Regions from separate parts of the Mus musculus genome. Here regions 1, 2, 4 and 5 are each linked to region 3. Evidence: chromatin contacts called from public ChIA-PET, Hi-C, HiCAR-type and HiChIP or PLAC-seq data. All regions are on one chromosome and are shown on one strand. The core of a region is the stretch at or near the end of the contact, and the rest is flanking DNA. Distances in the headings are between cores, read along the strand shown. Region 1 holds the start of Erlec1 (endoplasmic reticulum lectin 1). Region 2 holds the start of Fbxw11 (F-box and WD-40 domain protein 11). Region 3 holds the start of Cpeb4 (cytoplasmic polyadenylation element binding protein 4). Region 4 holds the start of Stk10 (serine/threonine kinase 10). Region 5 holds the start of Chac2 (ChaC, cation transport regulator 2).

Region 1 (5,199 bases), core at 814-3,313, 920 kb after region 3:
TTAGCAGAAACTAAATAATAAATGTTAGGTATTATTCTATCTAGTTAGAAATTTTTATGAGACTATGATGATGATGTGTTTTGTGTTGTGCATATCTATGCATGTGTCAGATCTCAAAATGCAGTTACAGATGGTTGGAGCCTGCCTCCTTGTGAGTGCTGGGACCACCAGTCCTCTAGAAGAGCAGCCAGTACTCTTAGTAACTGGACCATTTCTCTAGCCCCTAGTTCATAATTATTCATTTGTAGTATCTCAATGATAGAAAATGAGATACAAATGACAGGAGCCCATTTACTCTCTAGCTTACCAATCCCAATGCCTGACACACATTAAACATTATGATGAGCTAATGCAATGAACAAAACATCAGTTCTAGAACAATATTGTTTTAATAGTGTGAGTCTTTACCTTAAAGAAAACTTACAAAGCTGAAAAACGGACTGCTCTTCCTGCTTTTTGATTTGGTTCAAATTTGAGTGTGGGGATATGACAGCCAGCCTTAATCTAGTGGCACTATGTTTTTACCCACTGAAAAATGAACTGCTCTATCTCAGTCATTAGAGTAGAAGTCCTCTGTGATGACTGACGAAACTTAACGTGGAGCCAGGCTTCCCTTAACTGGCCAATGAGTCTTTTGCTCTGGAATGCCTGGGAGATCCTAATGGATAGATAAGAATCAGACAATGGGGCTATAAAGCATTAAAGGCTGCTTGCCTTTTGTAAAACTTACTATCGCTTTGGGGAAGGGATAAAATGGTTTTTTTTTTTTTATTACTGTATAATGAGAAAGTAAGAAACAACTGAGAGAAGTGAGACAATTTTCCTGATCAGATGTAGACTCCATGGATATCAGTAATCCATGTAATTCAGATGTCCTCCTTAAAGCCCCACCTTAATTCACCTTTTGCATGGTGGGCTGTATTTGCTCTATGGCTCCCTTCCTTCTGCCAACAGTAAGAATAAGTTCATTTAGTCTAAATTTGAATTGAGTCTAAGTCTCTTCTCCCAGTGGATTTTAACACCACAACATGGGCAGTCCTTACCAAATGTTCTATGGCAAACACTGTAAAATTATTACACAGGAGATGAAAAAAAATGTGGACATTATTTTCTTTTTTCAAGAAGGGGACAAAAACCAAAACTTTCTGTCTATATTCAGTCTGCTGTAACTTGATTCATAACTTCACATTCACCTGGCTCTGGCCTTGACATAAACTTTCTGGACTTAAGTAAAATAACAACAGTCCAACACTTGAGTCAAGGGAGGGAAAACTTCTCCTGAAGTAAAAATGCAGGACTGTACGCGCCTAGCCACCCAACAAATCTATGCCAAAGTCGAAGGACGTGGCAGGTGTCACTGGGGGTGTCCCCAAACACACAGCATCTGAGACAGACGTGACAACAGTCGCCATCAAAAGAAACTAAGAGAAGCTTCTGGAGAGAAGATGGAGAGTGCAAATAGCAAAAGACTGGAGGGTAGGCAGCTCAGTCGGAACTGTAAGTTCTACTTCGACTCTGCACAGCTCGGTTCTCTACTTGCTTTCTGAGAGCGGGCCGCCGCCCACTCACCCCCAAATCCCGAGAGTCCCTAGCGGCTGGACTGAGCGCGCGGGCCAGGACTCACCTGGCCGGGCCGCTTCGTCCAAGCGCCGTCTCCAGACCCGTTCAACCGGCGTCAGTCCCGGGCCTCTGCGTTTGAGTCCAACCGCTAGGATGCTACAGCAGCAACGCAATGCAACGCGACCCAAGCGCGGGCTTCCGTAGGCCACCGACTCAACAACCCCGGATGTTGATGTGCTGCCTGCCCCGGAAGCGGTGGCCCCAAGCCCTTGTAAGGCGGAGGCGGCTTTGCCCAGCCGTCTGCAAGGAGACGTGGCGGCGGCGGTTGGGTCCCCTGCACTAAGGACGCTTTGTAGTACCTCCTCTTCTTCCTCCTCCTCCTCCTCCTCCTCCTCCTCCTCCTCCTCCTCCTCCTCCTCCTCCTCCTCCTCCTCCTCCTCCTCCTCCTCCTCCCCCTCCTCCTCCCCCTCCTCCTCCCCCCCTTCCTCCCCCTCCTCCTCCCCTCCTCCTGTTCTCCTCTGGTAGAGGAGGTTGTGACGGTGGCTGGAGGACGCGGCAATGGAGGAAGGAGACGGCGGCTTGCGGAGCCTGGTCCCCGGAGGGCCACTGTTGCTGGTTCTGTACGGTCTCCTGGAGGCGTCCGGCGGCGGCCGAGCGCTGCCCCAGCTCAGCGACGACATCCCCTTCCGAGTCAACTGGCCTGGTACCGAGTTCTCTCTGGTCAGTGCCCTCACGAGCCGCAGCCTTCTCCCCTCTTTCTGGCACGAAGCATTCGGGCCAGCCCTCGATTCCTTAGCTTTTTCTTCCAGAACCTTTTTTTCCCAAGCATTTATCGACCCCAAGCCTAAGTGTGTTCGTTCATTCATTAATTCGTTTAGCACACTAAGTGGATATGCCCTCCATACTAACTAGGAGATCAGCGGTCACTTCATCTCCCTCCTTTAAATCTCATTACGTTAGATCTGGCTTCTCTACAGCCCCACTCTGTGGAGGAAGTTTTAGAATTAACTAGCACATCACCCTACCCGCACAACCGTCCAACAGACAGGAGTCCCATCTCTATTCATTCTTTCTCTCCAACACACACTTAAAAACGACGTATACAGCTTCTGAGAATCTTTTCCCTTAAGGCATTTGAGAGGGCTATTTGGTTTGGAAGATATTAGTGAGCTTATATGCGGAATACTACTGGCCATGCAGAATAGACTAGAGGCTTGAATGTATTACCACTATTATTTAGGACTCTAGAACATGAGATTAAAAAGGATTTTATGATCGTTAATTAATGTGTATTGTGTAAAAAGGCAAGAATGAAAGAGCCAGTGGCTGTGAGGCTCCCAATGTGAGAACTGGGAACTGTACTCACCCCTCCGAGAAGAGTAATAATGTGTTTTTAATTTCTGTGGCATCTCTCCAGTCCTAGAATACGAGATTTTGGTGTATAATCTAACAAGAATGGAAATTCAGTTTTGAATGATTGTAGTGCTGAAATGTCTATCCATGTGTAACTACTACAGACAAATTTACCACACACCTAGATCTGGATTCCATTGCCAGCACCGCCAAAAAAGTAAACAAGTGCAAACTAGAACTTAAACAGATCCGCCTGCCACGGCCTCCTGAGGGCGGGGCTTAAAGGTGTGTGCCACAATGTATAGCCTCAATGTATGTATTAATTAGCATTTAAACTTCAATCTATTGCCTTACTAGTTTTCTTTTACAGCCCAAACTTTATCTTTTCTGTTAGATAGGACAACAGTATACAGTTTTTAATTTCCTCCTTATCATTTAAAGATGTTTACACTATTTTGCCTACATCTGAAAATGTGCTTTAACAATCTTCAGTAGAACTGGTCAATTTACTTGAGGAACCTTTGTTCTAAAGAGCACTGAATGTATTCAGGGTAAAGCACCTTAACTGACAAAAAATAATGTATGCTTTTGATTCTGTTTCTAGCCTACAACTGGAGTTTTGTATAAAGAAGATAATTACATCATCATGACAACTGCTCATAAAGAAAAATACAAATGTATACTTCCACTTGTGACAAGTGGGGATGAGGTATGTTTTTTATACATATATTGCTGATCTCTCTAACTAAAGATGCATTTTACAGCCTTATGATCATATATTAAAATAAGTAACAAGCGTCTCAACAGCCTTGTAGCAAAAAATATTAAATTGGGAATTTATTTTAGAAAAATTAGCAACCAGGCAAGTGTGATGTTCACACCTCTAATCTCAACACTAAGAGGTTCAGGCAGAAGAATTACCATGAATTTAAGGCCAGGCTGGACAGACACATTGTGAGACCTTGTCTAAAATTACAAATGGGAGAGAGGAATTAGTTACTAATGTTTTGAATAAAAAGCTAACTCTTTGCTTGTTTTCCTTTATAGAAATGGTGTTTGTGGAACACAATACAGCTTTTAATGTAAACATAGTGCTTTCATAAAGAATTTTTTATAATAAATAATTCTCCAGGTTCCTTATACTTTCTCACTACCTCAGCGCATGCCCTTTTCTTCCTCCTAAAACAACCTAACTCCTCTTAGCCATCCTTCAGGGCGATGACTTCTTTCCCGATGAGGCAGGAGAAGCAACATAGTAAGGTGTAAAAGACAACAGCCTAGAGCCAGGAGGCTGAGGTATAGGCTACGGTTAGCTGTGCATCCCTGGACCAATTAGAAACTCAGTTCCTCTACCCAATGCATTGATTAAGCCAATTTACATTTTCATGGTCTGCAAAGTAGAAATATTAGACTCAGGGCTTTTCTTAAGTTTTTTCCATATTTGAAGTCTGTCCAAGGCAGCTATCCCATGCTGTTTTAAACCCCCTTAAAACAAAATCCACCCACATGTGTGGCTCAAGCCTGAAGTATAAAAATATGAAGGAAACTGAAAAGCACCATTCCACAATAGAACCATTCTAAGACTTTAATAGCTAGAATTTAGGGGGGAATATGGGTGATTAAAAATTCTGAAATAAGTCTACAAGGATTGTCAGAAAACTGATACTTCAGAACCTTTTTAAAAAGAGAATGAAGTGCTATAGAAGGTTTTTCTGTGGCTTCATACTTCAGTTCATTTAAAAGAAGTAACATCCCATACGTTCTTGTTCAAGTTGTTAGCTCTTTTTTTCTTTTATTTCCAAGCATTTGTGATTCAACCATTGAATTCATACCCAACCAGCAGGGTTGGATGAAGTTCTAGGAAAGCTGTGTATTAAGCTTATTTTTTTCTAGGAAGAAGAAAAGGATTACAAAGGCCCCAATCCAAGAGAGCTTTTGGAACCACTATTTAAACAAAGCAGTTGTTCCTACAGAGTAAGTATTTTATGTGCATTTGAAAGTAAGTCTTTAGCAGCCAGTAGACGCTTAAAATGGCTTTTCTTCGTTTATTAGGGTATGACACCCTTTAAGTTGGGCACAAGTCTTACTGCTTAATAGTATGTTGTTCATTTAAATTCTTATATAGTACACCAATATCAAAGTATCAGCTACTGAACTACTTTGAATGTTTTGGGGTTCAAAGGAAAGCCTTTTTGAATTCTTGAATAGAATTATAAAATGCTAACCACTATTTATAAGCTATGTAGAAAATTAGCCCGATAGTTATTACAGACCTAAATAAGCCCT
Region 2 (4,808 bases), core at 705-3,204, 770 kb before region 3:
TTCTGAAAATGGAAAAAAGTCCTCAGAACCTGAAGATAAAGTGACAGAATTCCTTTCAACACATACAACCAACCAGAAACTTCCAGGTTTAATTTTCAACAATCCAGTTCTGCACATTGTGCAGAGTCCAGCAGACATGAGACTCTGTATTTTATGCTACTATACTTCCATTTTAAAACGTGTACCTCAGCTCCCTGGATAACATCATCCACAGAAACCATGAGGCTATCCAACAGACTTTCAGTATCACCATTTATTATTTATAGCATTAAATGGGGGAAGTGGCTCTGATGTCACCAACCCTACCCAGTGGAATCACTGACTCAATAAGCGATTCACACTGGAGAAACTCTGACGAGGAAAACATCTTGCTAAGTTCAGCAGATCTTTCACCTTTTCTTAATACTGTGGAGCAGATACTAGTTGTTACTATATCAGTAGAGATACAAAGAAAACTATCAAGGTTTTCACAGGAAGAAGCCCTTTGTATGTTCATTTGCAGAGGCTGATTTCCTCCCCAACTCTCCTGGGCCCAGTTTGATTTCCCTCACGTTCAAACTGGCAGGTAATACCAGTCAGCCATACTTTATTTCTTCCGCCAATGAGCAAATCCTTCACTTTCCCAGACTCAGAGTCCTGTTTCCAAAAACCTTTCTAGCACCAAGTCTGAGGTCAGAAACGGGTTAGGGGTGTCCGGGGAGACCTGACCAGGCTGGCTACCAATGGTTCCTAACAGTACAGGGATCGCTGCTTATCCGTGGGCCAAGAAACCCCCCTCCCATTTTTTATTATTAAAATAAGAGAGGGTGGCAGTGATGAGCGCGACCTCTTCTCCCTCCCCTCTCATTTCCCAAATGATAAAAGTTATGGTTTCCCTTTCCTGGGGGATGGAATTCAAGAGTACCTAGGGCCTTGCTATACAAACATCCTTCACGGCAGGGTAGGAAACCCTTTGTCCAAGAAGCCTGACACCGCAGGGGCCCGGAAAATAGGCCCCTTATCCGGAACAGCCTCAGACTCGTAGGCACCCCCAACATCCCAGTCCAATGGGGCTATCCTGGCATCCATACAGCGGTAGCTTGGGGCGAGGGTGCTGAGACCCACCCCTACCACCCACCCCACCCCACCCCACCCCACCCCCCGCGCCTAGGTTATGGAGGCCGAAGCGGCTCCAACTGGTCTCGGACTCCCTTCCACCACCATCACCCTCAGCTTGAGCGAGGCTGGGAGGCGCGATGCAGGCCCGGCCAGAGGAATCCAGGGAAGGGAAAAAGAAATCCCCTTCTAAAAACAGAGTGTGATGGCAAGGCAAGAGTGAGCAGTGGCTCCGGCAGGAGCGAGGCTGGGGCGCCGGAGACTGGCCGGAGCCCGGCAAGGAGGGGGTTGGGGGAGCCGCGGGGAGTGGAGGCCGTGCCGGCCCAAGAGCGCGAAGCGTCAGCAACGAGCCATAGCAGGGGGGCGGCCGGGCCCAGGCGGCGGGGAACGAGGGCTGGCCTGGCGCGGACGCCGGGGTGGGCAGGCCCCCCGGCCGCCGGCCGGCCGGAAGAACTGAAGGCCAGTGGGCCGCACTCACCATGAGCTCGATGGTCTTGTCTTCAATCACCGAGTCGGGCTCCATGGCGGCCCCGGCGGCCCCGCCTCGCTCTCTCCGCTCAGCAGCGATCGGCCCGGGCGGAGGAGGCGGTGGCGGCGGCGGCGGTGGAGGCAGCTCTCGCACCCACTCTAGCTGCCAGCCCGCCCGGGCCGCCCGCAGCTCCGCCCTCACCCTCGGCCGACGCAGGACGCACAGCGAAGACTACAACTCCCGGCAGCCGCGGCGGCTCGCGCAGCTTTGTGGGAGCAAGAAGCCGCTTGGTCCAATCTGCCGGCTTCTGCCACCGGAGAGAGCACCTAGGGGAGCGCAGGGCTGTGAGTGCCGGACGTGCAGAGCTGGAGTATCTAGGGCTTGCTCGCGATAGGGCCTCGCGAGCGCCGCGACTACTTGTCCCAGAAATCCTCGCGCGCGAGGTCTTCTTCCGGTTGGTCGTTCCTGACTTCCTGGCAGCCCGTAGCCGCACGGACCTGGACGGAAACTCCGAGGCAACTCCTCACTTGTCGGAGATCTTTGCAGTGCGAGCGAGCGATCTCCGCACATGCGCAGTGGGTGTCTGCGGTGCCCACTAGTCGTCTAGGCTGCAGCGCTGCCGTTCCGTGTGTGTTGCATTTGGTAGGGACAGATGGTGGAGACAGGTGGGTCCCAGGTTGCACTAGGAAGTGTGGGAGGGGGCCCGCGAGGTCGAAGACACAATTAAAGGAAGATGGGCATCTAAGAGTTTGGAGACTGAGCTGGGAAAGCGGTGTGTGGAGATCTGCCACACTGACTGGGAGGAGCTGAGCCATGAGAAAGAAGCTATACATTTTGAAGACACTTTTTTTTTTTTCCGAGACAGGGTTTCTCTGTATACCTGGCTGTCCTGGAACTCACTTTGTAGACCAGGCTGTCCTCGAACTCAGAAATCTGCCTGCCTCCACCTCCTCAAAGGCGTGCGCCACCACCGCCCGGCCGAAGACACTTATTTTTAAGCATTCAGTTTCTACTAGTACTGCCCTAAGCACTGGGAATGACCGGAGAGACCTCTGTTCTTATTCAGCTTAATTCTAGTGGGAAGACAGCAGACATTGACTAAGAGTTAGAAATGATATGAAGAAACGCATCTAGAGACTTCAGAGAACCTCTAACTCCTTGTGACTTCCAAGTCTGTCAATACCCTCGAACCAAAAGCCCCCAGGAACACGCTGATAGTTGAACAAGGTGGGTTTTTTCCTAGCTGAAGTAGAAATGAACATACACCATGATGAAGCAGGGACGTCTCAGTAAGAGACCTTAGGTAATGTAGAAAAGGATTTGAAGGGGCTTTGGAGCAGATACTGCCGGGAAGTGGGGGTATAAGACTGGGCACCTCAGCCTTATCTATGGGAAGTTATATTAGATTAAAACTAATCCAGTAATTGTTGACAGCCTCTCCTGTTAGCCAGATTCAAGTGTTTAGTCTTGTAGCTGTGTTTCAGGGACTTGGACAATGTCCATGTTTTATCTGTGTTCACAAATGATTATGGGGTGGTCTTGTTTTTGTCTTGATCCATAAGCTAAGGCCACAGAATGGCCTTGTCTAATGTTGACGGACTGTTAAGTTGTTTATGTTTACAGGAGACCTGGCAGTCAGAGCTGTTATAAAGTGTCTCAAGGGCCTGGCTCATTGTACCCAGCCCACTTCACAGTAGCAGTGCCTGCTTGCCTGCTTCTCAAGTTTGTTTCAATTCTTTGCCCCTGTAAAGAGGATGACTTAGTACTCTAACGATTCCCAGGGAGCAAGGCATTACAGTAATCTGTATACATCCACATCACAGTGTAAATCCCCTGCAGATAGACTTTGAATCTTTATCTAGTGGCTTTCACCAAGAGATTGAAAGAAAAGCAACTGGGAAAAGCCCAGAATTGGAGTTACTGCCAATACCTTGCTGTCTGGTTTTCCCCAAACTCTCTTCCCTTTCTGGACTTGGGACAGTCAGAAGTGTAATGAGGAGGTTAGGTTAAATGACCTTTGTTTCAGTTACCTATTGTGACATAACCATCCATTCCAAGGCGTGGTGGCTTAGAATAACAATGGCTTATTATCTTATACAATTACGTAAATTAAGCAAGCTCATCTGGACCAATGTGATATATATATCAGCTGAGGTTACACATGGGGCCTCCCAAGCTTCTGGAGGGTGGCTCAAAAAAGGGCAAGAGCCATCAGCAGATGCTTATCAAGGTCTGACTGCCGCATCAGTCAAAGCAAGTCCAAGCCCATATCGAGTGTGGGAAGTTCTATGGATACTGAAAGACTAGTCTATTAGGCTTCACCAATGCAGCCAAGACCTTGAAAATGCCAGGACCTTTCATACACTATAGCATGTAGGGGCCACAGGATGAGTATGAACCTCCCATGTGTTTGTCTAGCCTAGACTACCACATTCCTTGTTTTAAAAATCTTCACATGTTGAGTGTGGTAGTACACGCCTTTAATCCTTGCACTCAGGAGGCAGAGGCAAGTGGAGCTCTGTGAATTGAAGGCCAACCTGATCTGCAAAAGGAGTTCTAGGACAGCCAGGGCAGTTAACCAGAGAGAAACCGTGTCACCAAAAAACAAAACAAAACAAACAACACACACACACACAAAAAAAAAACCCTCTGGCATATCCATAACCTGAAGGTCCTGGGTTCAACCCATAGCACTGCCAAAATTAATCAGTTAGAAGTTTCACACTTTTGGAGGACTAAAGAGATGGACTCAATGGCTAAGAGTGCTCCTGGAGACCTGAGTTCAATTCCCAGTACCCACACTAGGAAGCTCACAGCTGCCTGGAACTCCAGTTCTGGAAGAACTGATGCTCTCTGGTAGTCTCCGCAGGCACACCTGTGCACATACCTCAACACACACAGAGTTAAAAAATAAACCTTAAGGCCGGGTAGTGGTATCGCACGCCTTTACTCCCAGCACTTTTGAGGCAGAGGCAGGCAGATTTCTGAGTTTGAGGCCAGCCTGGTCTACAGAGGGAGTTCCAGGACAGCCAGAGATACACAGAGAAACCCTGTCTCGAAAAAAACAAACAAACAAATCTTAACTTTACATTTTAATTTTAATTTCTCTGACTTTTAGATCTATATGATGACAGTACTCAGTGGCTCAGCATCCTCTACCTTCCTTTCAGAAAGTGTCTCTATATAAGTAAGCTTCCACCATTCCCATTACTCCTTGAACTCAGTCCATTTTTTTTTTGCTGCT
Region 3 (4,946 bases), core at 1,553-4,052:
ATAATAAAATTCATACATTTCTGCTACATATTACTGTTTTACCATTCTTCCTCAAGTGAGGAAAATTCTCGTTAAGCAAGAAAGGTATAATTAATTAGGACATCACTAACTACTCAGTATCTGTAATTATAAATGGAAAAATTAAGGCCCAAGAAACAGTTAACTATTTTCTTCCAATTACACCCGTTTGCTAAAATAAAGGCTGGTAACTGATTCATTTCCTAAGATCTCTAATGTAAGCACAGACAAGTCTGATTCTCTCATTCCACAGACACTCCACCACACTACTTCCTTATTCATCTTAATATATTAATGGAACAACATCTTACCGGAAAAGGAAAAATGTTGTCAGCCCTGTTCAAGCTATCTTCCATCCAGGATTTTGGAGCAAAGGCTGAGCTAGGGCGAGCATACTTCTGGAGCTGAATATGATTGCTTGCGAAATTTTTCTTCAAAGGTGAGATTGAGTTCAGGGGTGTTATTCCACCGTTCAGCCCTCTGCGGTGATCCCGGCCTTGAGATGCTCCCCAGCCACCGTAGCCGCCACCTCCTGGGCTCCAGGAAGAAGAGGGGGTTGGAGAAGGACTCTGGTAGCTGCTCCATGGAGAAGGAGGTTTGTTAAGATTATTCGCCAAATGAGGCAGCTGGTTAAAAGCAGCACTTCTATGTGTGAAAGGTGGGGGGTGGGGACTGGCAGGAGACCTCCTCTGCTGCTGATGCTGGCTGTGATGGTGCTGGAAATGGGGGTGATGAGGATGGTGCTGGGAGAGAGGCCCGATCTGAGGGGAGAAGCTACCACCAAAGCCAGGGCTGACATGATGGGGAAAATTTTGAAACAAGAGAGCACCATTATTAGCTGAAGCGCCAGGGACCCCTCCCTGGTGAAAGAAACTTGCATCTTCATTGATTATAGTGGAGGAAGAAGGTGCTATCGCTGCTGACCAGTTACTGAAACCAGTAAGGGACGATGCACTGGATGTCAAGGGTTGGGTGGAAGTCCCGAGACCGGTGGCTTCTTGGTAATCAAACCCTGTCAACACTGGTGATTCAATGCGTAGTTTTTCTTTTCCGTTGCTGTTTTCTGAAGAACTGTCCCCTGGATTTTCTTCAGCTTTTGCCTTTTCAGTTTCAGGCAGTATTCCAGCTTCCTGACCTGGACTCGGGGAGAGCTGTTGCTTTTCTAAAGGGTCTTGTTGTTCTTGCTGTTGACTTTTTGCTTTTTCTGACCCCAAGATCTCATCCTGAATGTTATGAGTAGCCGGGGCAGGAAAGAGCCAGGCTGACCCAGCACTGCTGCCATTGGCAGCTGTGTTATTATTTATAAAAGCAGCAGGGTTGGGGGTGGCATTTTGGTGATGGTGTGGAGGCTGCAGATGTGGATGGAATCGGACTGGAAAAGCAGATTTATTCCCAGTATTGCTTTGCACTAGCACTCCAAACCCGTAATCCCCCATTTATTATTTTTAGGATCAGAATCTCACAATAAAAAAAAGACAACCTAATGTCTCACGTCTTTCCTCCCCTGTATCTCAAATATGTTTGCTTGAAGTATCTTATTTATAGCTAACTCAAAGATCACAGCTTATCACCCTACGTATCTCTGATTTGGAATTCTGGTCTCTCTGAATGGAAAAGAACCTAAAAAAAAAAACCTCTTAAAATATTGATATGAATCCAATTGGGCTTATTTCAAGGAAGGAATAAAAAAGGAAAAAGGTAAAAATCAAGTCTTTGGTTAGTAAAATAGGCGCTTTCTTTTTCCAAAGGAAAATGTTCATGAATGACAAAAACACAGCTTCTCAAGCATCTATGGATATAGAAGAATAAGCATTGTGCGGAGTAAAAATATATATATATAAAATTTAACAATCACATATGGTCTTCCTCAGCAGTTTAGATTCACATAAAAATTAGAATAGGATTAAGGGGTGAATACGTTCTTTTCTTGGCAGCTTGGTTAAAAAAATCAGGAATAATTTAAGAACATTATATATTATATATTTATATATAGATAGATTATATTAGGTTATCTGGGGCGGGAGGTGAATTTCTGGTTGCCAAAGAGGAAATCAGCCTTGACTAAAGGAAAGATGATTGCAGGGAGATTTCTGCTGTTCCTGGTCCTGTTTCTGTTCTTTTGTAGGGTGCAGTGTGGGCCTCTGGGGCTGTTCCTTGGGCTCCGGGTGCAGATCTTGCTGCGTTTGCTGTTCTTGGGCTCCCCTCGGCCTCCTTTCCCCCATGAAAGGGGTTGGAAACACCCGTTTCTCCCTCTGGGGGGTGTCGCGATCAGGAGGGATTAGCGAGACTGGACAAGGGCAAGCTGGCGGCCCGGGGGTGCGGGGAGCAAGGGGGCGACCTGGAAGGTCCTGCGGTTTCTGCCTCTTCCCCTCTCTGCGGCTCCGGGATTTTTTTCCCTCATGGGACCCAGGGGCGGTTTGTTCAGTTCTCTCAGTTCGATTCTCCGCCGGGGGGAGGGGGAAGGGGGATGGACAAAAAGGAAAACCCCGCTACCGTAGTTACTCTACAGGAGAAAAGCCTCCCCCCTCGGCTCGCGCTCTCTTTTCCCCTAGACTGATTGGAAACTATAATTTAGAAGGCTTTTGTTTCTCCTCACGGTTGCTGGGCCGCCGCCGCCGCCGCTTTTCCCCGGTCCCGCAGTCCCAGCTGTCGTCGTTGCGGACTCCGTCTGGCTCTTCTTTTTCTTCCTTCTTCCTCCTCGTCTTCCTCTGCTGTCGCCGCTGCCGCCGCCGCCGCCGCCGCCACTGCCTCCGGTGCCCAGGTCCCGCAGCCGCGGCTGAGTCCTTCTCCTCAGGACCGAGCCGAGTGAAATGACAACCAGCTGGAAAGACCGAGAGACACTTCCGGTTCGATGAGGGAGGGGCGGGGTGCTGCGGAGGCCACGCCTAGCAGCCGGAAGACCAATCCGACACCACAATCCCGACTAGGCCACGCCTCCCAGCCTCAGAGCTCCACCCAGGAAGGTCTCTGGTCATCTCAGAGCCGCCTCTTCCGCCTGCGCCTCGCCCAGCGGGGCCGGCGTCGGCCTCGGGTCTGCGCACCCAGTGCAAGCGGTGCACCGCCATCTTTTTTATGGGCAAAGATTCCTTTGCGATTTATGTTCCCAAAGCAGGCTTCTTAGGAAGTCCGTAGAGAGACGCTCGGAAGAGAATGGACATCTTGCACACTGAAACACTGAGCTAAAGTGTTGGGGGTCGAAGTGGCAACCCATGAAACCTAGAATAAACGAGAGGCCTGCCCTGAGTAAAGGTGGGTGCCCCGGGCATCACGTGCTCTGGCCCGAGCTCCGCCCCCGAGGGATGGAAGGAGAGGCGGGTTTTCCCGGCATCTGTGCTGTGCCTAGAACTGCATAGTCCTTATCCTGAACGCACGTCTCCGGAGGGATTCCCTTCAGTCTCCATTCCTCCACCCGAACCACCTACTCTCCCATCCTCCCTTTGAGATGCAGATGCTGTAGGCGTCCATGGCTGAGCCACCAACTATTAGCTTTCTACTCCACCTTCCAAGCAGAACGGAGGGATTTTTCTAAAAACGAAATTCCAGTCACGGTCCTGTTGTGCTCATACCTTTTTAAAAATGGCAGTCCGTTACCTGGAGAATAAAGACCAAACTCCGTATTGTCCTGTGGGCAGTATTCTCTGTGCCTTTTTCCACGCCTTTGTCGTCTCCTCTTGGCAAACTCTCATTTCGTTTTAGGAGTAAGTCTCCAACCTACCTACTCTGCCTTCGGAATCTCTTTTTACAGGCATACATGACCCTCGATACCGCTCATGCTTTTATATGGCATTATATTACATTGGTGGCTTATGTCTCTAAATCAGTGCTTAAAACAGTAGTTCTCAACAACTGGGTTGTGATGCCTTCAGGGAGGTGTCCAATGACCCTTTCACAGGGATTGCCTAAGACCCTCAGAAAACACAGATGTTCACATTACAATTCATAACAGTAGCAAAATTACAGTTATGAAGTAGCAACAAAAGTAATTTTATGGTGGGGAGGGGTCACCACAGCACGAGTAACTGTATGAAAGGGTCGCAGCATTAGGAAGGTTGAGAGCCACTGCTCGAAAGATTTGACATTGAAGATTGGAAGCACCAGAGAGGAATCTTGAATGGAGACATACATAGAGAAAAGCAGCAAGAATGAAATCTTTTCTGAAAGGTCTGATATTCAAATCTGAATTCATCATTTAGTTTCTTATGCCATTTGGTTTGGAGCTCACATGTTGGTTATTTGCTGTCTACTCAAGGCCTCCCTGTCTTTGCCTTTGTATAGGCCTACTATCGTTTACTCTGCTGGGGCCTGAAGTAATATATTGTCCTCAGCATAAGTTTTAGATATGTGTTGAATAAATGTTTCCTTTGGGAAATGGAAACTGAAGAAAAAACTAAGATAGAGCCCAAAGTAATTCCAACAAAATCATATATCTATATCTATATCTATCTACCCAGTATGGTGACACACACCTTTAATCCCTGAGTTCTAAGCCATCAGGTCTACACATCAAGCAAGTTCCAGGCTAGCCAGGGCTATCATCTTGTCTCAAAGACTCATCATCACCGTCATCTAACCCTTCCTTCTATATCAAGTGTCTCAATTCTCCAACACTTCCTGTATGGCTTGCCTATGTGGATCTTATTCGGGGATGTTATTCTCCTTCGTGTATATGTATCATACTGACCTCTGCAGTTCTGTGAGTTCTTTGAGCATAGGTAAGGTTGGATCTTACTCTGTTGTTTTCCTTTTCTGCCGCTCCCCTTGACACACACACACATACCTTGAGACTGAGCTGGCTCAGCCAGGTACTATTTCTTTCAGAATGATTTCCCTAACTTCCCCTTACTAGAGAGTCTTGTAAGATTCCTCTTTTTAAATTACTACTGGGTGTCAGTAAGTTAGTTTCTTAAGGGTGATTTGTGTGTGTGTGT
Region 4 (4,886 bases), core at 1,987-4,486, 660 kb before region 3:
ATCCCAGTACCAGCCATGGCAGTACAAAGCCTGTAATCCCAAAGTCCAGGAGGTAGAGCCAGGAAGATCCTTGGGGCTCTCAGACCAGGTAGTTAGCTCAATCTGTGCGCTCCAGGCTCAGTAGAGACCCTGTCTCAAAAAATGCTGTGGAGAGTGATTAACGAAGAAACCCAATGTCAACCTCTACCCTTCACACAAGTGTGCGTGGGCACCTGCACACTTATGGGCACAAAAATACCAAAAAACAAAAACAAAACTTGTCAGGTGGTGGCAGCACACGCCTTTAATCCCAGCACTCGGAAAAGGTAGGCAGATATCTGAGTTCAAGGCCAGCCCCCTCTACAGAGTGAGTTCCAGGGCGGCCAAGACCACACAGAAAATCCTGTCTCAACAAAAACAAAGCAAAACAAGCAAAACAAAACCCTTAAACACAAAATGAAAAGATACTTAGTCAAGAGAGGGCAAACTAAAGACAGATGAGCTGCGGCCAGCCTAGTAGGATGCTCTGTGGGAAACTTTAAAATGTTCAAATGTGTTCTAAAATAACACTAGAGAGCACCTCCTAGTAGTTACCTAACAGTGAGAGTCACCTGTCATCCTCCTCAGACATCCCAAGCCACCACACGTCACATTTCTATACACACAATGCGAGCATCACCACAAACACCCAAAGAATGAGCTGCATGCAAGGCACAGCACTGCGTCAACAGAGGTGTCTCTGCTCCTTTATAGTCTCAGGGGGCCAGCTGGGTTTTTTGTTTTTGTTTTTGCTTTTTATATGTAAGTACACTGTAACTGTCTTCAGTCACTCCAGAAGAGGGAGTCAGATCTCATTACAGATGGTTGTGAGCCACCATGTGGTTGCTGGGATTTGAACTCAGGACGCTGGAAGAGCAGTCAGTGCTCTTAACCGCTGAGCCATCTCTCCAGCCCGCAGGGGGCCATCTTTGTCCGTGCAACCCATCACCAACCCTGACAGACTGTCCAGGAACCAACAAAATAGTGGGTGACCGGAGAGCAGAGTTTTACCCAGCAAGCAGAAAAGACAATGGAGAGTCTTGCCTTTTAGAAAGCAAAGTTCTGCACTAAAGTTTAAATAAAAAATGAACCACAGAAATCCAGAACAGGGCATTTGGGGACGGAGGGCAAACTAGAGACAGATGAGGTCCTGCAGTCTAGCAGGAGGCTTTACAGGAAACTTGTAAACAATGGAGAAGGATCTGAAGTGACAATTGAGAGCATCACATAGTAGGTACACAAGAAGGTGACTCAAAGTCCCTAAGAGAGAAAAAAAAAATTATGGAGAGCCAAGAGCATGCACGGACGGAAAAATGGCTGAACATTAGAGACGGTGAGTCAGGCTGGGGGCTCTCACGGCGGTCAAGGCACCTCTGCAGGAGCAGGCAGCATCAGAGAGAGCTGACTGAGAGAGAGGCTGGGGACCATTTCCTGACATCACTAGAATGCAGCAGAGGAGCAAGGCCTGGAGGACCGATGAAAGGGTAGACTGGCCCGGTAGCCCTCAAATATGGAGAAACCCCTCAGCCAAAGTGTTCCATTCAGTTGGAAGGCCAGGTGACCTCTGCTTGACTCTCCCACTGGGGAACTTTGCCCTAGTGGGGGTTCCTCAGCCCTCCCACAGGAAGTACAACTCAGAGAGGAGGTCTCCAAGGGTCTGACTGGCCTCCAAACTGCTACTGCTCCAAGCTGCTGGAGCACTATAATCTGAGTGCTGAGTGGGGCCCGAGTCTTAAGCTTCTTTCTGTTTGCTTTGGTTTTCTGTTTGTGTCACCCTGAGTCAGGGTTTTTTTCTGTGTGGCCCTGGCTGTCCTGGACTCACTCTGTAGATTAGGCTAGCCTCAGACTCAGATCTGCCTGCCTCTGCAGGAATTGAAGGTGTGCACCACCACGCCCAGCTGAGAGTCTTAGTTCCTTACAAGCTTCCCAAGGATGCTATAGCATCTTTCCTAGGGAGCACACTTCTGGGGCGAGAAGCAGACCAACGCTAGCATATCAATTTCAAGTCAAAGGGAGCATGGCCCGACTTGGGGAACTGGAAAAGCCCTTTCTGGGGTCCAGCATCCTGAAAGGGTCAGTGAGGCCTCTAACTACCAAAGCCCCAAGGACAATGACATATGGCTTTGGAGGGCAGCTAAGACAGCTGAACTATGGGAGTCTCCCAATAAAAGTAGGGGATGCTATGCTGTAGTGGCCAAACCTACAGTCCAAGCTACTCCAGAGACTGAGGCAAGTAGATCTGGGAGACCAGCCTGAGCAGCCTGGTTGGGGAAGCCGGGGGAGGGGGAGGGTGTTGAGGAGGAGGAAATGAGAAAGGGTGGAGTCAAGATGAGTTAGGTACTTTGAACAACAACCCAGGCACTCAGAATTGGCTCAGAGGACCAAACCCCAGGAGCTGTCCGTCTGCACACGTGTCTATATGGAATCATCTATGCCCCACCCACTCCTCCTCAGCCTGTCTTCCTCCAGGGGAGAGGTAACTGCAGACAGGGAGCCTCTGGTGACTCAGGCGACTAGAAGCCAAATCTGTGCCCTGCAGCTGCATTCACAGGACCCTGTCCTCGCTTTCCGTTGAGCCTTCTAATCCCAAGCCTGTCCTCACTTACTCCAGGGCCCTTCTGACCTCCCCAGTACCGATCGTAGGCTCATCTTCAGAAGTGTCCTCAACTCCCAACCCTTGCAGGCACAGCCCAGAGCCTGAATATTCCCACAACATCGGTATAGTCCCTCTTTAAAAGATGTGTCCCTATCACCGTGATCCTGGGGATGCCTCCGGTAGCCCCCTGGGATGCCTCGATCCTACAAACGTCCCTTTGTGCCCTGTACAGGGCACACAGGAAGTGCTCAGAAGCAGCTGTGCGGGGGGTGGGAGTGGGGGTCAGGGGCTCGCAGGACCTGGTAGGCTCAGCAATCGGAACTCTCACCTTGTAGACTTTGCCGAAGGCGCCGTCTCCCAGCTCGCCCACGATCTCCCATACATCGTTGGGGTCCAGGTCCCGGCGGACGTGCTCATATTCACGGGACTTTCTCTTCTCGAAGGTGGATAACCGCAAGATGCGGCGGAAATTGGCGAAAGCCATGCTGGATGAGGAGCGCGACGACAGGACCCGCGGCTTCGGAGAGCCGCCCTCCTCGCAGCGCAGCACCCGCCGAGTGCGCCAGCGGCCACAGGGAGCTGCAGGAACCGCGGCCCGCCCGCCCCGCCCCGCCCCCTCCTAGACCCGCCTGCAGGACGCCCGGCACCCGCGCGCGCGCCTGTCCCCGCCGGCTCCACCTGCTCTGCGGCGCCCCGAGACCCCTCAATTGGCTGCGGGAGCTCGCGGCTCCGCCCGCGCCGCGGGGCACTCTGGAGACTGTAGTCCGCCGGGTGGCCGGCCCCTGGGCCCGCTGCGCCTCCCGGAACCCCAAACCTCCGGGGTTCAGCTGGTGTCTTTCAACCGCCGTCGGTGCCGAGTGGGTGCATCAGCGCACAGAACTCTCCCGCTGAGGCTTGGTTCGCCAGCTTCCCGCGCGAGATGCCCGCACCCCTCGCCCCGGGACTCACCCCAGTCCTCGGTGCTCTTTGCCTCAAAGTTCACGCGGTCCCAGGTGGCTTTCGCCACACTTCCTAGGCAGGTCTCGTGCTGCCTCTGAGCCCCGCAGAAAGCAGAGCCCCGCGCTTACGCCCATCCGGACTTTCCCCGCCTCCGCCAGCCACAAACGGCCGGGACGCTGGACATGAAACGAGAGTCCCTTTAGGACCTTTAGGCTTCATGGTAGGTTAGCAAATATATTCCTTATTAAGTAAAACTTTCTAGTTATTTTGCGAATTAAAAAGCCCCATTAGAGATAAAAGCGGAGTCATCTCTGGGATGGTGCTCCTATATCCTGGTCCTCATCCCTCTCTACCTTGGCTGCGGGCGTCCCGCATCTTGCACAGCGTCTTTGCTTGGTATCAGAACGTGGGTTCTAGTGATTGTGCTGGGGGCTGGGCAGCTGCAGAATCTATGCTGGAGACCCTCCCATCCTGAACAAGAGTGTCTCACACTCGGGCACTCTTAACTCGAGAAAGCGTTTTAATTGTTGGTCCCCTTCGTCCGGACTCTTCGAAAATATCCCTAGAGTCTCGCGCCAAATGCTGTTCCCCCATTCGAAAAGCCGGCTGGAGAGTGAATACTAGGCGCGGAGAGGGTTGTGTGTGCTAAGGACGTCCGGAATAAAAGTTGCTCCAGTTCCAATTGTTCCCACCACAAAATGAGTGCGGGGAAAATTTATAATTAAAAGAAGAAAATGTCATGCAAAACTGTTCTTGTTGAGTCAGCCTGTGGACCAGCCAAAGTGTACATCTGTCACTCGGTTGAGCGGGACCTGCTGAAGTCTGTGCAGCTATACCGGGTGGACAGAGGGTCAGAATGCGCTAACCATTTCCAGGAGTTCCAAAAGAAAACAAAGTAAGGATAAAAATGGAAAGGTCCGTTAAAAATGTCCTGCTACATGAAAGAAGCCAGACCCAAAGATCGCACGAGGTATGACTGCATTTTTATGACCGGTCCAGAAAAGGCAACGCTGTGGAGTTGCTCCCAGACACGGGGACTGACTGGAAAGAGCCATGAGGAATCTCACTCTGGTGGTGAAAATGCTGGGTCTCAGTGGCAGGGGGTGGGGGTGGGGGCGTAAAGGGACAGTTCCACAACTCCGGAAACTTGCCCCAAATCACGAGTGACTTTTGTTTTGTAAGGTGTTTGGGTGGGGGGCGTGTAACTTATGTAGCTGGAGTTAAAAGGAGGCTCAACAGAACCAAAGCTGCTTTGAAACTTCTGTTAAATCGGGGTTTCTTTCCTCAACTGTCTCTGGCTACAGAGCCTCACACTAATCTAGTGAATGAAGGG
Region 5 (4,925 bases), core at 2,164-4,663, 880 kb after region 3:
GAAAGAGAGGCCCATTGCACACGCAAACTTTATATGCCCCAGTACAGGGGAACGCCAGGGCCAAAAAGGGGGAGAGGGTGGGTAGGGGAATGGGGATGGGTGGGTATGGGGGACTTTTGGTATAGCATTGGAAATGTAAATGAGCTAAATACCTAATAAAAAATGGAAAAAAATTAAAAAAAAACGAATTCTCAACTGAGGAATACCGAATGGCTGAGAAGCACCTGAAAAAATGTTCAACATCCTTACTCATCAGGGAAATGCAAATCAAAACAACCCTGAGATCCCACCTCACAACAGTCAGAATGGCTAAAATAAAAAACTCAGGTGACAGTAGATGTTGGTTAGGATGTGGAGAAAGAGGAACGCTCCTCCATTGCTGGTGGAATTGCAAGCTTGTACAACCACTCTGGAAATCAGTTTGGTGGTTCCTCAGAAAATTGACATAGTACTACCTGAGGACCTAGCTATACCACTCCTGGGCATATACCCAGAAGATGCTCCAACTTGTAATAAGGACTCATGCTCTACTATGTTCATAGCAGCCTTATTTATAATAGCCAGAAGCTGGAAAGAACACAGATGTCCCTCAACAGAGGAATGGATACAGAATGTAGTACTACTCAGCCAATAAAAACAATGAATTTATGAAATTCTTAGACAAATAGATGGATCTGAAGGATATCATCCTAAGTGAGGTAACCCAATCACAATAGAACACACATGATATGCACTCTCTGATAAATGGATATTAGCCCAGAAGGTCAGAATAACCAAGATACAATTTGCAAAACCCATGAAACTCAAGAAGAAGGAAGACGAAAGTGTGGACACTTCAATCCTTCTTAGAAGGGGAAACAAAATTCCCATGGAAGGAGTTACAGAGACAAGTTTCGGGCACAGACTGAAGGCATGACCATCCAGAAACTGCCCCACCTGGGGATCCACCCCATAAACAGCCACCAAACCCAGACACTATTGCAGATGCCAACAAGAGCTTGCTGAAAGAAGACTGATATAGCTGTCTCCTGCGAGGCTCTGCCAGTGCCTGACTAATACAGAAGTGGATGCTCACAGCCATCCATTAGATGGAGCACAGTGTCCCCAATGAAGGAGCTAGAGAAAGCACCCAAGGAGCTGAAGGGGTTTGTAGCCCCACAGGAGGAAAAACAATATGAACTAACCAGTAACCCCCGACCTCTTGGGACTAAACCACCAATCAAAGAAAACTCACGGAGAGACTCATGGCTTTAGCTGCATATGTAGCAGAGGATGGCCTAGTTGGCCATCAATGGGAGGAGAGGGCCTTGGTCCTGTGAAGGATCTATGCCCCAGTATAGGGGAATGTCTGGACCAGGAAGAGGGAGTAGGTGGGTTGGGGAGCAGGGGAAGAGGGGAGAGGATAGGGGATTTTTGGAGGGGAAACTAGGAAAAGGGCTAACTATTGAAATGTAAATAAAGAAAATATCTAATAGGAAAAAAAAAGAAAAATGACAGCAAAGAGTTTAAGAAAAATAATTATGGCAAGCATTGTGAAACCACAACTTGTTATTTTATGGGGTCTCATGCCTTCTTCTGGTGTCTCTGAAGAGAGCAATGGTGGTGTATTCATATGCATAAAATAAATAAATAAATGTAATATATACGTATTTTTTTTCATTCTCTGAAGTTAGCATTTTCCTCTAGTATTGCTGAAGATCAAAAGCAGAAATCCTCATAAATGGGCAATCGCCCAACATTTCTAGACTTATTCCTCCATAAAGAATCAGAATGGTTGAAGTGAGAAATAGCACTAACTCAACAGATGATAGTATTTCTTAGAATGTTTGACCTCTTGGAGAGATGCATTAAACAAGTTTCTCCCCAGAAAAATGCAAATCCAAGCCAAATTTTCTACAGTTTAAGTAGTAACTGCTTCAACACTTTCAAAAGTCTGTATTTGAGTTCAGTGTTTGGAACCTTTATCTAGAGTGTGTATTTTAAAAATCCCTATAACTTAGGAGGAATTTTTTTTTTGCTTCCTTACTATTTATATCACTATAGCAACATTTAGGACATCAGCTTGCTTTTCAGTGGGGTGCCAATCAAAGACAAAAAACAAAGCTCTGTTCTTTTTGGGGGGAGGGAGTGTATATATATCACTTAATTTTCAATTTTTGAGAAATTCAAATACATAAAATATTATAATCTTAAGAATACAAAGAACACAACCCAAAGGAAGACTAAGAAAATATGTTTCCCAATAGTCAACAGTGGTTCTACATATTTTCCCACTAGTGTTTTTATCTAAAATTTAAGGTGTCCTGCCATAGTTCTGCAAGAATAGAACTGTCTGATGGGGAGGCAATGAAAATACTTAAGAGTTAAGAAGGAAATCCAGGAAAAACAATACATTTTAAACTAAATATAAGAATTCTCCTCAACCATCCAAATTAAGTGTTCAGTAAAGAATATTCATTATCCTCAAAGTTTCTTATTAAACAAAACAGCAGCCATTCACCTGAGAAAAGAAAAGGATTCTATAAGCAGCACTGTAAAAGCCACTGGTGAAGTAATGTAATGGGAGAGTGCACCTGCTCGTCTCTGAGCCTCCGAGATTAAGACTGAACAAACTGTTCTTTGAAGTTTAAATAAGTGGTAGGTTTCAAAAGTGAGAAAAATGGCTGAGGTGCCTACTTAACATCATAATAGGCACTGACTGCCAAGTTCTTCCTGCATCCTTCGGTCCTGATCTATTTCAGGACCCTCCTGCTGGCATACCCCAACCCCTACTCTAAACTTTTCCATCCCTAGGGCTGGGCTGACCTTCTAGCAGCAGCCCTTTCCTATATAATCCAACCAAATCCCTTTTGAGCCTCCAGGCTGCTGCACCTAGTCCCTCTCTCTCATCTTTCTTTCCCTCCCTCTTCTCACATGGCACAGCTCAGTTTGGTCCTGCCCACTGTGAACTGTTCCAGATGTCTCTTACTGTATAAAAACCTCTCTCCTTCATCATGCTTAAACAGTCCCGTTCTTCCCCCCCTCCCCCCAATCTGATAAGCAACTTCCATTAGAATCCAGTTGCTTTTTCACACACATAAAACTACTGTTTTGCTTCTATTTAAAAGCAAAGGACACAGGACTTGGTCATACAGATATTATACTTCCGGGATCTGCCACTCTGGCTGCTGTTTGATGTGGGCAGCTAGCCAATTTTCAAAGCACAACAAAATGACTACGTGCTAATTGTGGTGCCCTATAAGACAGGAGTCCTGCCTTTTCTCCTCTTTCAATTCTCACTAGAAAAAAAGGTGGGAGGGGTGCTGCTCCAACTCGAGAGTCGTAAAACTCTAAAGAATTGTGGGTAATGTAGTCCCCTGCCTCCCATTCCCTACCCCCACCCCTCCCGCACCATAGAAGCTCTGAAAACCCAGTGTGCTTTGCGCCGCACATCAGGCGAAGCCAGAGCGCCTGGCACTGCCCCAGCAGCCGGTTACTCCCCTCGGTAGCAGTCTCGTTCTGAAGTCCGAGTGCCGGTCAGGGTCCAGAAAGATGTGGGTGTTTGGTTATGGGTCCCTCATCTGGAAGGTGGACTTCCCCTACCAGGACAAGCTGGTTGGTTACATCACAAACTACAGTCGGCGCTTCTGGCAAGGTAGCACGGACCACCGCGGGGTCCCAGGCAAGGTAAGGAGCCAGCGCCTCATGCCCACCTACCCAGCAGAGCACTGGAACAGGATAAAGCTCTCAACTTCATTGGCCACCTGCCCTTGCCTCTCTCAAGAAGTGGATATCCTTAGGCCGCTTCAGAAGCCAGTAATTAGTTTCTAAAGCAGAAAGCACGGGCACAGGGAGCTCGCCCAAGGCTGAAGTGGCCAGGACAGCACCCTTATCTTGGCAACCTCTGCCACCCCACAAAATAATAAAGTTGAATTTTCATGTCACCACATGGTCAGTGTGTAAATTCGTTGATATGTCTATATTATGCCAGGTTTTTACTGGTCTGAATTTATATGTGCCTGTAAATTTCCAATTTATGTTTCCAATGTTTTAGTTTTAAAATGCCTAAGATCATGAAAGAACTAGTTTCCAGTCATTCCAATTTTTATGCCCATGGTGATTTTTTGATTGAGAGGTATAAGCAAAGTTATGTGAGGTTTGCAGTTCGTTCTGAGTAATGAATTGAAAATCTCCATTATTTGAATGTTCCTTCTCCATAGTTCTCTTGAATTATTAATGTAAATACAAATCATTGGATCTGTTTTTCAGTTCGGTCATATAAAGCATTCAGCTCTCCAGGGGTTCAGAGTGTTAGAAGCAGCTCACTATTTGCCTTGGCTACAAAAAAAAAAAAAAAAAAAAAAAAAAAATCTGTGGAAAAAAAAAGTTAAACAAGTATGAACTAGTAACTTGTTTGGTTAATATCTAACCTTTGGTTTTGAATGTTCCTGTGTTCTCCAACATACTCTTAAAATTAGCCTAGTCTGCTGGTACAAAATTGTAATCCAAAAGAATATCACAAGTTCAATACTGGCCTGGACCTCAAGCTCAGAAACAAGTCTGGGAATATAGCTTAGTAGTAGAGTTCTTACCTAGTGCATGCAAGGCCCTGCCCGAGTTCAATTCCCAGCACCATTTTTAAAAAATACTCTAAAGCATAATATTCTGAAATACTGGAAACCAAGTATCAGAAGAGATTTTAGGAAAGGGAAAGATCACAGTGTGTACCTGCTCAAAAGATACAGGCTTTAAATCAGGAAGAGCATCTGAGGTAGAACCATTCTAACTACAGTTTGTCAATTTAGAATTAAGGTAGACTTTCCTGGCCTGGTGGAACCCAAACAGAGGCCAATGTTTATTTACATCAACAGAAACACCATAACCAAAGAATTACCAAGACTACTATAAAACAATATTTAAAATATTAAAGAATTAAAATAAATAAA

Evidence for each region. Hi-C and Micro-C count contacts between places; a contact is called where the count stands out from the background. ChIA-PET counts read pairs in DNA pulled down with a chosen protein or histone mark. HiCAR-type assays count read pairs that join an accessible place to other places. HiChIP or PLAC-seq counts read pairs in DNA pulled down with a chosen protein or histone mark.
Region 1: a FOXA1 HiChIP or PLAC-seq map of pancreatic cancer cells shows a contact between it and region 3. The contact joins the promoter of Erlec1 here to the promoter of Cpeb4 in region 3. A contact is called at or near these places in 5 of 39 promoter capture datasets (cranial neural crest, embryonic stem cells, hippocampal neurons and 2 more), 1 of 484 Hi-C or Micro-C datasets (LSK cells), 3 of 115 datasets of contacts at active chromatin or transcription factors (astrocytes, extraembryonic endoderm stem cells and pancreatic cancer cells) and 1 of 9 other capture datasets (adipose tissue).
Region 2: a Hi-C map of CD4 T cells shows a contact between it and region 3, with 7 times the contacts expected there. The contact joins the promoter of Fbxw11 here to the promoter of Cpeb4 in region 3. A contact is called at or near these places in 5 of 39 promoter capture datasets (HPC-7-derived erythroid cells, fetal liver, hematopoietic stem and progenitor cells and 2 more) and 1 of 484 Hi-C or Micro-C datasets (CD4 T cells).
Region 4: a contact with region 3 is called in an RNA polymerase II ChIA-PET map of memory CD8 T cells, with 30 read pairs. The contact joins the promoter of Stk10 here to the promoter of Cpeb4 in region 3. A contact is called at or near these places in 2 of 484 Hi-C or Micro-C datasets (CD4 T cells and embryonic stem cells) and 1 of 115 datasets of contacts at active chromatin or transcription factors (memory CD8 T cells).
Region 5: a contact with region 3 is called in a HiCAR-type map of astrocytes, with 3 times the contacts expected there. The contact joins the promoter of Chac2 here to the promoter of Cpeb4 in region 3. A contact is called at or near these places in 2 of 39 promoter capture datasets (cranial neural crest and erythroid cells) and 2 of 115 datasets of contacts at active chromatin or transcription factors (astrocytes and memory CD8 T cells).

The regions. Positions count from the first base shown.
Region 1 is chr11:30,950,995-30,956,193 of GRCm38.p6, reverse strand. Erlec1 (endoplasmic reticulum lectin 1) reads left to right here and starts at 2,063. Exons shown (of 14, transcript NM_025745.3): 1 at 2,063-2,280; 2 at 3,518-3,622; 3 at 4,807-4,887. The coding sequence starts at 2,119. It overlaps Asb3 (ankyrin repeat and SOCS box-containing 3), which reads right to left and starts at 1,796. Exons shown (of 10, transcript NM_023906.3): 1 at 1,625-1,796.
Region 2 is chr11:32,639,701-32,644,508 of GRCm38.p6, reverse strand. Fbxw11 (F-box and WD-40 domain protein 11) reads right to left here and starts at 1,954. Exons shown (of 13, transcript NM_001271347.1): 1 at 1,574-1,954. The coding sequence starts at 1,618.
Region 3 is chr11:31,868,796-31,873,741 of GRCm38.p6, reverse strand. Cpeb4 (cytoplasmic polyadenylation element binding protein 4) reads right to left here and starts at 2,802. Exons shown (of 10, transcript NM_026252.4): 1 at 330-2,802. The coding sequence starts at 1,454.
Region 4 is chr11:32,531,616-32,536,501 of GRCm38.p6, reverse strand. It overlaps Stk10 (serine/threonine kinase 10), which reads right to left and starts at 3,236. Exons shown (of 19, transcript NM_009288.2): 1 at 2,943-3,236. The coding sequence starts at 3,098. It also overlaps a transcript of Efcab9 not described here.
Region 5 is chr11:30,984,853-30,989,777 of GRCm38.p6, reverse strand. It overlaps Chac2 (ChaC, cation transport regulator 2), which reads left to right and starts at 3,413. Exons shown (of 3, transcript NM_026527.3): 1 at 3,413-3,666. The coding sequence starts at 3,532. All of the region lies in intron 1 of Asb3 (ankyrin repeat and SOCS box-containing 3), which reads right to left.